Linked DNA regions of Mus musculus: region 1 is linked to region 2. A link is a contact called in public Hi-C data. All regions are on one chromosome and are shown on one strand. The core of a region is the stretch at or near the end of the contact, and the rest is flanking DNA. Distances in the headings are between cores, read along the strand shown.

Region 1 (5,419 bases), core at 2,475-4,974, 360 kb before region 2:
ATACAAGTATCTATTCTGATTGTGTGAGAATAGCATTCCAGGCGTTTGAGTACCATTTTTTTTTTTTACCATGCACACCAACAAAGTCATTGCTATCTTTTGTTCATCTTCTGTATAGTTGAATGCTTAAATGCATTTTCATGATTATTAGTGATTATGGTGATGCTTTACAAGCAGCTGACTCATGCTGGGTCTAGAACACCCAACACGGATGTGGTACAGATGCTCATCTTCATCCTTGATGCTTTTCCATGAAAGAACAGGGTATAAAGAAATACAACTCAAGGGATGCTCTTTTACTCACAAGCCAAGGACAGAAATGTCAAGTACCTATCAGTTCTCTTGGAGTGTAATCTTCATAAATTTAAACCGCAGTGCTACTAGATCTCTTTTGTGTAAGCGATTTGTTTAAAGGAAGGAATCACTATGTCTATAGCTGGTATTGCTAAAGTCAGATAGCTTCTGAAGTCTTTATGGTTGTTCTCAAGGTCCTCATGAATGCCAGAGGAAATCATTATGGTCCATGTCATTAGATTTCCAAATATGTCAAGCTAATGTGAACATGGGCAGAACATGAGGTACAACTGCCCACACTTTCCCTTACTATTGTAGATGTCAGTAGGATCTACTACTGATGTGGCCTGGCCACTGTTCTTCTGTGGAAGGATCTATCATAATTAGTATTTAGCGCTTTTAACCAACTAAGTTTTCCTCCCTACTTTAGGTGCCTTGGGTCATAAATTGTGCTAATCCTATTAGGAAGGCCTTTAATTATAGCTTGGATATAATTGGTTCCAGTGAAAGACATCTAATTAGGTCAAAATGTATTTTGTTATAAGGGTCTAATGTTAAAAGCTTTTGTTGTGTGCTAGCAATCAGATGTCATTGCTGGTTACTGATTTCTGATTGATCCCCAGTCAAATCTTGACAGTGTTGAATAATTTTACACATAAGATATAGGCTGCATCAAATGCACTCCCCCTTCCAACTTTTTTTCCAACTAAAAAGATTATATTTCCACACTTCTCTCTATTCATGGGATAGTTGATATTTCTCAACGTCCCATGGAGTTAACACAGAAGATGAATTTTACACCGCCTATACTGGGAAGAAATTTTCTTTTTTCTATGTGTGTTGTCTTAGTGTTCCATTGTTGTGAAGAGACACTATGACCAGAGCAACTCTTATAAAGAAAAATAATGTTTATTTGGGGTTGGCTTATAGTTTCAGAGGTTTAGTCCATTATCATCAGGGTTGGAAGCATGGCAGCATGCAGGCAGACATGGTTCTGGAGGAGCCGAGAGTGGTAGATATTGACTCACGGGTAGTAAGGATAGACTGTGACATTGGACATAGCTTGAGCATAGGAGACCTCTCAGCCTACCTTCATAGTGACACACTTCTTCCAATAAGGTCATGCCACCTCACTGTTACTCCCTATGGTCAAGTACTCACACACACGAGTCTTTGTGATTTATTCCTATTCAAACCACCACATGTATATATTTATATGATCATACATAAACATATACCTCTTATACATGTATATATGTGATTGAGCTACTACTACTACTACTACTACTACTACACACACACATATGGGTGAAGGTACTTGAAGAAGCTGTTGTTTCTGAACATAAATGACATGAATGAACTTTTGATGAGATGAACAATGATCACTGTGTCTGGCAAGGAAGTAATCAATCGAATGTTCACTCAATCCCCAGAGTGCCTTCAGTGTGCAGGGTTGCAAAGGAATGCAAAGTTAACTTTTTATGGGAGTATATAAAGTCTGAATTAAGGCCTACAAAAAAAATCACTTCCTTCATAGGCCCTTGAAGTAATTTTTTTTTGTGGTTTTATTATGATTGTGATTCTATGTAATGACTTGTAATGACTTAAAATAAATGGATGAAAAGAACTCTTAAAATTCAGGTGAAATGATGTTAAACTGTTATGTTGGCCTATCTCAAAAGAAACATCACTGTATCAGTAAAGGAGCAGCCTAGGAAAAGTGTAAGGCAGAAGTCCAGCTAGACTAGGCTGCTCACAGTGAGAGGTTTGTGTGTTAAGGAACCCCAGTGACTGTCCTTCACGTTGTAGGATCTTCCTAGCCTACTATTTTTTGTTTTAATTATATGAAGCTCCACAAATCCTGTAGAATTAAGCTAAATGCATTGTTTACTGACTGGCCAAAGTTATTGTTCTGTGACAGGTGATAATCTATTGCCTCTCTGTATTTTCACTGTATGTCCAAATTATGATTCACTCTGATGACTCTGGGGTGAGACTAATGAATGTCTTGGGAAAGAAATCTCTCTACCAATTGTAGCTAGTCATCAGATAGGAATTTCCAGTACACAAGATTACCATAAGGTGCAAGCAGAACTGTGTATGGTCAGGGTAGAATATATATATATACATATATATATATACATACATATACATATATATATACACACACACACATATATATATATACATATACATATATACACACACACACATATATATGTCTCACACCAATCTTTAAAGGATTATTTAAGGAAAAGTTATCAAAAGAAAGGATCCGCCTATATACAAAGGATTGAACAGTAAATATTTAAGGCCATGGAGGCTAAAAGGCAAAGTTAATGTTTTAACCCAACTTTTTAACTCTACAATCTTGCTACAGTTTTAAAGCACAGTCATATAAACAAAATGTCTGCCTGACTTCTAAATATACTTTATTTATAAATATTGAAATATTAATTTCATAAAATTTCTACATTTAAAGATATCATGTTTCTCTCCCCTAACCAGTTGAACATGTGACCGCTATTCTTAGCTTTGGGGTAGACGTCAAAGCAGGCAGATGGCTGGATACAACCCACTGGTCGTGGTGTGCAGACTCAGACATTCTCTAGCTCAGGTAAGGACAAAGATCAGTTGCAATTCTCATTTGACATGCAGTGTTTTTCAGGTCTTATCCTTCAGTGAGATGATGCAGAAGGTTGGGGGCAAGGCCTAGAAGACCTGCATTCCCGTGAAGTCCTCTAACCAATTTTCACTTGCTAGGGGACATAGGCAAAGTCTTTCATTTGTAGGAGGATGCCTGTCAAAGCATAGACTGAAACCACTACCCACAGTTACACAAGTTCCCTTTGGAGGTAGTGAGACAAGATGACTGTGGTAATCATACCCATAGCCTAAAAGCCTGCATTTTATGTTGATCCCTGGAGGTGATCAATAGAAGATAGGGTTGTTATTACCATGGTTATCTTGTCCGTCCACACCCAGACAAACAACCTCAGGTACTCTGCCTTAGGCTTGAGAATTAAAAAGATTTGTCATATAAAACCTGTGTAGCTAAGGCACCCACCATGGAAAAGAGCACAGTGCTTGCTACCTCTGGTACAAAGATAAAATGTCAGTGAGTCCAATACTGCATGTATAGGTAGCTGCCATCCTCATAGTTCTTAATAACATTGATAATAATAAACATATACCTCCATTTAAAGGGTGCTTTCTGCTAGGATTGGGGAGTCTGACTTGAGAAGTGTTCTTGCTTAGAGTCAAACAGCGAACCAAATTCCAAGTGTACTACAACTAGCATAAAAAATAAAATCAGCAAAACTTAGAAATTCAGACGGTAGGAGGATAATCAAGAGTCTCATGGGCACCTGTCAGAATCCTGCAGCCTGGAAGCCTGCTCATGCATAATTTGAATATTTATCCCCTAGATGGATACTTGCCAGGGGTTTATTTCAAACCTCCTGTCTCATGTAGAGAATGTGTCCTCGTCTCCTCTACTCACTGATCTCGTGTCTGAAAATATCTACCTTCAGCCTCTCTCCAAATAACTGGGCCAGAGGTAGTGAGTAAGAGAATTGAATTTTAAACGAGTGGTTAATGACACAATTATTGTAAAAAGGTTAGGAGGAAAATGTGTTCTGATGTCTGACCTTCCCAGAGTTCTAATCCCAGACATATGAAGAGATCAAAACGAACATAAGCACATTTTAAGGTTAGAGAGCATCTTCTCTGATAAATCAGTCTCTTTGTAGATCTGGAAAGTGAATTAAAATATGGCAGTGTGCCATATTCCAGGCTAAATGGCTACGGTTGCACTAAAGGTGTGGGCTTGGAGCATTTGCTGGGGGACGAGCACATGGCACAGTTCATGCTGAGTTCAGAACGGTTTTCCTCTGCCTTTATTGTGCTTTATGGAGCAGATTTCTCGACTGTATTTCTCAGCTTATTTTAATGTCCTTGGTAGAAACTGGCAGAATAGACAGTCTTCACTACACATGGGCACTACTCCATAATACCACATGAGGGCTTCCTAACCACTTTGGACTGTACTTAAGGTAACAGGATTCTTATCTTTTGTGACCCTCCTGACCAAATGAAGTTCATAGCCTCACCTCCATATCATAACAGCACAGGAATCAGAGACCTGGGTAAGGAAGCTGATCTATCTGAGTGCCAGTGACCAAGTCCAGAGAGACCATTGAAGCACATGAACATCCAGTGGACGGTGGGTTTCTATGCTGGGACAACCTGAATTTAACTGTTTATACATGAGCATGTCTGCCTTTCTCTCTTCAAATTACCCACGTTCCTCCTCTGTCAGGCCTTCCTCTTACTCATATTGTTCTTAAAATTTTAGTGTGTGTGTGTTGTGTGTGTGTGTGTGTGTGTGTGTGTGTGTGTGTTTCCTGAGACAGTGTCTCATGTAGTTCAGGCTAGCCTCAAATTCTCTCTAGAGCCAAGACTGACCTGGCAACACTGACCCTCTTGCCTTAGCATTCCAAGTGCTGGTATTATAAGCATGCAGAAAATCTGGAGGACTTTGTGGGTATTTTTGTATGTACAAATATATATATGTGTGTGTGTGGTATACATATTTATATGTCCAGGTGGGCATGAATGTTGTACACATGTATGTGAATTTTGTAGGCAAACCAGATGCTGTTCTCTGGGAGCTGCCCACTTTATTTTCTTGGACAATGTAGGCTGAATGAGCTGGCTAGGGAGCCGCAGAGATCTTCCCTGTCTAGGAACTACATGTATATGTCACCAGGTAAACTATTGTTTTCCCAATACATATCAAAACACATAAATGATTACTAAAGTTAGAAACACTTAACTGTATTTATTATATCTCTTGTATTATACTTAAGGAATTATTGGCCATGCCTTATTAGATAGCAACAAATAAATTAGTTTATGAAGATAAGTAAAAGTTATTATCTCAGCAATATTTATATCTATATGTAATATGAGGTGGCCATGATATACTTCATTCTGGTATATTTGGAAGCTTTACTCTGTGATACTAAACAATAAGGCAGCAGAGAATTAAATGGTCGGTTGAGAATAATTTCTTCATCTTTCTGGTAGTATCTCCAGAGTATGCACTCTGATGAGAAGATAC
Region 2 (5,121 bases), core at 1,046-3,545:
GGTGCATAATGAGGCATAACTACATTTATACTCCAAGTACGTGCCATTTCTTGCAAGACGATAAGTTCAATGGATAGGTACGTTAATTAGTTTATGGGTCTAGGGAAGGATCTGGCATGGTCTTGGTAATAGAGATAGCACTGAAGTCATTTGGGCTATTAAGCACCTTTGGTCCTGGTTGAGGGAGCTTGAGGGAGCTTCTGGCCATATAGATAATGTTAGGGTCACTTAGACAGTTAGCCCCCCCTCCCCCTCCAGCCCTGATAACAGATAACATAGATCACCAGGCTATTAATCATCTCTACTTCCCAGCTTTCAGTGTAAAAGAACAGGCTTTACATCCTTTCCTTTGAAAAGACAGTGCTGCATGTTTAACATTTCTGGTTTCCCTAGTGATCTGTGGGCTCAAGGACCTTAGTGCTCCCAATAAAATAGGTTATAAGACTCTGCTTTCTATACAGATAATGAGAAGCAGATCTTCTTACGTCTCAGACCTTACTTAAATTTTCAGATTTCTGTCCTTTCTAAGTTAATTGATAGGTTTTGTTGTGGTTTCTTAGTGTTATAAAACTGGTAGGAAGGGGCTTGGTACAAATTTATTACAAACATAATCCTATACTTAACCATATCTTCTTTCCAAATATTTTTCCTTTTTTAAAACAAAGACACATACTATATATATATATATATATATATATATATATATATATATATATATATATATATATATATCCTGAGGGCAAGGGCTCAATATTTCCAATAAGCCAATTTTTGACAAAGGCTAACAATACATTATAATTCTCAGAATTATTAATCTTGGCCTAATATTATTAGGACATTTAGGAAAAAGGCATACAGTTTGCAACAATGCTTGCAGAGAAGTGGAATATACCATATAATACACATTGCAATACCCACAATCACAAACAATATGATTTTGAAATTAGCACATTAATCAAAATCCGACATTTCCTTTTGGAGACTAATAATCTGTTTTTTTATAAAAGTCATCTGGTTTTGATATATTTTCTTAGGAAAAAATTTCGATGATTTGCAAATATCCTGGCCATGATAAGACACTCTTGAGTGAAGTTGGTGAAGACCTGTGTTTGCGGTGCTATCTTAAATCCCATTTGGATTCCAGTAGCTCGGCCTTGCAGCAGAGGAAGGGGAGAAAGCCTATCCATTCCCCAAAGGACACAGGCCAAGAGCTTTGACAAAGGAAGGAGGCACTGGGTAAATTAGAAAACACAAATCCTATCATCAGGTTCATTTCATCTACCAAGGGCAACAAAACAAAAAACAAAGCTAACAACAGCAAGCAACCACCTCAAACTTCTACTTCCTATTATGGACTCTATTCCCCAACTTCTTGTTTTCCAGCTTCTACCTGGCCCTTTGGAACCACTTATAACCCAGAAACACATAAATCAAAACCCCACCCTTGCTTTGATGCAGAGGATCTGGCCACTTGGCCCCTATGTAAACAAAACTCTTAAACAATTACAAGTCTGCTCGCCCCATGCTCATTACATGCACATCATTTTCAAGAAGTCACTAAAGGGAAGCAGAAGAAAGAAAAGGAGTAGAAATTGTCTTGGTCCCAGTTTCAAAACGCAGAAACAGTAAAGGAGAAATAAACTAGGAGACATTCAAGGCAGAGAAAAGACAGTAAAGAATAGATCGGGCTGAAGTCATCAGATGCACATGAGTGATACAGCAGGTTTAGTAAACCAATGGTCAGGACACTGGAAAGCTATTCTCTGATGCAGCAATTATTATCCTTGACAATTCAGCTAATTAGTTTAGTTTTCCTTTTTGAACTTCATTTTCTACATTTGGCAGTTTTCTCATTTTCCTGTGGCCCTATGATCTACTTATGGAAAAGAACTTCACTGAACTTTAATTAATAGATAGCAGCAAATGCATAATTATTAATGAAATTAATCTTATACATAAAAGGAAAAATTGAGAACATATTTATTGAGCCTTAAAGCAGTTGGTAAATACAATTCAATAATTACTAACAATTAAAAAGACTTTACATTTAAAGGGTGATTTATAGCTTAGAAAAAAGCTATCCTGTTTATAACTTCACTGAAGTTTTAAACTCCTCTTTAAAGTACTACAGAAAGCTGATTTACAACCCACATAAGAAAATTAGCTTCATTAATTTATAGCCACAATTCATTTTCAACTGAAAAAACAGTTTTGCGCAGCATGAGTCCCAACCTCTACTGTGACTTGGCTGAGAACTAGTTTCTAAAAATAGTAAGCTTTACAGTTGCCAAAAATGAAATTAAGCTTCAAAGGACAAGGATGTAGTAGAAACAGTCAGAGGGGTAAACTGTATGTCAAGAAGGACACAGCAAATCAAAAGATCCATGAAAGACTTAGACAATGGGCAAGATGCATAAAATAGTAAGTGCGCGATTTGCAAACATGTTTGAAAGGAGCATAGATGTGCTCATCAGCATCACAGTCTACACTGTAAACTCCAGAGACACAAATTCTACCATGACTCAGAATTTTGATTTGTACCACTAGATAGACCTTTCTATTCTCAACGAATCTGCTCAAGTTCTCTCTCTCTCTCTCTCTCTCTCTCTCTCTCTCTCTCTCTTAAATCTAGACATAGCAGTTATGTCTTTTCTCTTCCATAAAGTCTTTTCTCTCATCTCCTCTGTCTCATAGACCCACACTGTGTTGGAACTAGTTGAGTACCACATCTATTCTTAGCTATGTAGCAACCTGTGTTCATTTGACTGTTAAAGATTAATGTAGCAAGCAGAGGGGTGCTAATTTAGATCAGGCCAATCCTTCTGTGTGGAAGAGGCCATCTTGTTGGGGCACCTTCTTGGTAAGTCATATAGTAGAGACACTAATTGTAAATGATTATGCAATGAGATTACATTTCCCCTTCCTGCTCTCAACTTTTAATGGTTTGGATCAGGCTACTGAAGCTGAAAAAGGGGTAGGCTTTTGTTCAGTACAATATCCAGGATGTTGGATAAGAGAGGCTAATTTTATAAGTGGAAAAGTTGTTCATCTAGTGTGTTCAAAGGGAATACCATAGAACTGTGTGACTTATAGTGTGTACAGGTGGCCTTGGTGAAGAAATTTTATTTAAGGAAGTAGAAGTCCTAAAGTCATTGAAGAGGACCAAAGATTGATGCCACAGGTTATCACAGGTTGGACAAAGGAAGGAGATGTCATTTTTATCCTAAAGACTCTCTTGGGCTGCTCTTCTCCTTCCTCAAGTGAAAATGCCAACGAACTGGTAAAGGTTGGCAAATAGATGTAGTTGAAAGATACACATAGGATACAAACATCCCAAATAAAGCAAATGACATTAGCACAGTGTTTAAATGCTGGTTCCCAAGGCATAGTGGCATTTGACAAAGGAAACTCTCGGAGGTATTTGTTCTGTAGTTGTTACAGCACATTCAACTGATATCTAGGGAGCCTGTGTGGGACATAATAATTTGTTAACTGAAAGAGTTTCTTTAAAATATCAGTTAAGACACTATATTATCTAATTGTGAGTTAATTGCTTTAACAATAAAGTTAATGTCTTTCCTTAAGTGACCACTGAAGCCACTTAGTATTAATAACTATAAACTAACAATAATCATAAAATAGGAAAAGAATCAAAATTGCCATTTCAGTATCAGAGACAGATGGTATCCTTATAGCAATTCAGAGTTTGCTAAATTACTTCTCCTCTGCTGGCTTAGCTAAAGTACTTCTGTTCATGAGACTATGTGTTCCCTTTCACAGATAAATGTGATGGAGGGAAAAGGACTTGCCAGAAGAACACAATGTATATGTGTACCTTTTTAAAGATTTATTTAACTTATGTGCCTGAGTGCTTTACCTGCATGGATATATGTATTGCTTGAGCATGCCTGATGCCATCAGAGGATGTAAGAAGGCATTTATATTTTTGATCTGTGACTTACAGAAAGCTGTAAATCAACAAATGAGTGCTGGGAATTGAACCCAGTTCTTCTGCAAGAGATTCAATTGTTCAACTCACTCTGTAGACCAGGCTAGTCTTGAACTCAGAAATCCACCTGCCTTTGCCTTCCAAATGCTGGGATTAAAGAAGCATAGCACTCTGCCCAGTGAGAGACCTCTTAAGTCACTCAAGTTGTTAACAACTTGAACTTGGGACCTACACACTATTGAACTATGATGAGAAAGCAAATATCTGCTGTTTAAATCACTAAAACCATGCTACTTTATTGTAACAGCTTTAGCAAACAACAGACCCAGAACTAGATCTTAATAAATTATTCTAACACCTTTTGGAAATAACAGTGAATAGCTGGTTATATACTTTATTGCTGGTAATATTTTCAAGCATGTACATAGCCCCATGTTTAATCATAACACACCATAAACTATAGTGGTATAAACCTGTAATCCCAACACTTCAGAAGTGGATGCAGGAATATGCGAAGCTGAGGGTCACTTTTAGCTATGGAGTGATTTTGAGGTCAGCCTAAGCTATAGATTGCCATGTCTCAACACAAGAACAGCAACAACAACAAATGAATAAACATAAAAAGCAATGATAGTCTTGGATAACATGAATTACAGGCTATGGAAATAGTTCAAATATCTAACATGTAACTATTCTTCCTCTGAGTCCAGTTCTAAGAAGTATAGGATTATTACTAGTTAGCCAGTAAAGAAACTGAGGCAGAGAATGCCTAATTAACCTGAACATATAGCCTAGCTAACATTTGAATCCTGAGTCAGCAATAAAAATGTAAATATCCATTAATAAATATTCATTAAAATTAAGATAATATTATTGAGTTTTATAAAGTGAATATTAATTTTCAAACTGCTCATGAGCAGATCTAAGTGCTGAGAATGGTCATACAATCACTCATGGACAAATATGCTATGTAAATGTTACTATTGTTTTGGCAAGAATCACAAAGCACACTGCACATGTCAAATAAGGCAAAATTAAATACATACATATGTGTGTATTTATATAATATATATTCAATACATTGTTGAGTCACTGTGGGTTAAATTTACATATGTGGGACACATGAATAAACCCAATTGAGTAGAATCTCTTATGTGAAATTTTAGTAACTC

Evidence for each region. Hi-C and Micro-C count contacts between places; a contact is called where the count stands out from the background.
Region 1: a contact with region 2 is called in a Hi-C map of cerebellar granule neurons, with 2.7 times the contacts expected there. The contact joins two enhancer-like sites.

Annotation. Positions count from the first base shown.
Region 1 is chr6:106,620,281-106,625,699 of GRCm38.p6, reverse strand. The region is part of intron 15 of Cntn4 (contactin 4); the gene reads right to left. Among named protein-coding and RNA genes, the nearest start is that of Il5ra, 130 kb to the left of the region's middle. Within about 2 kb of position 3,724, at least 4 of the 459 cell types and tissues checked have an H3K27ac peak or open chromatin away from gene starts, as enhancers often do. A contact at or near this core is called in cerebellar granule neurons, where this site is marked.
Region 2 is chr6:106,260,730-106,265,850 of GRCm38.p6, reverse strand. All of the region lies in intron 5 of Cntn4 (contactin 4), which reads right to left. Among named protein-coding and RNA genes, the nearest start is that of Il5ra, 490 kb to the left of the region's middle. Within about 2 kb of position 2,295, at least 4 of the 459 cell types and tissues checked have an H3K27ac peak or open chromatin away from gene starts, as enhancers often do. A contact at or near this core is called in cerebellar granule neurons, where this site is marked.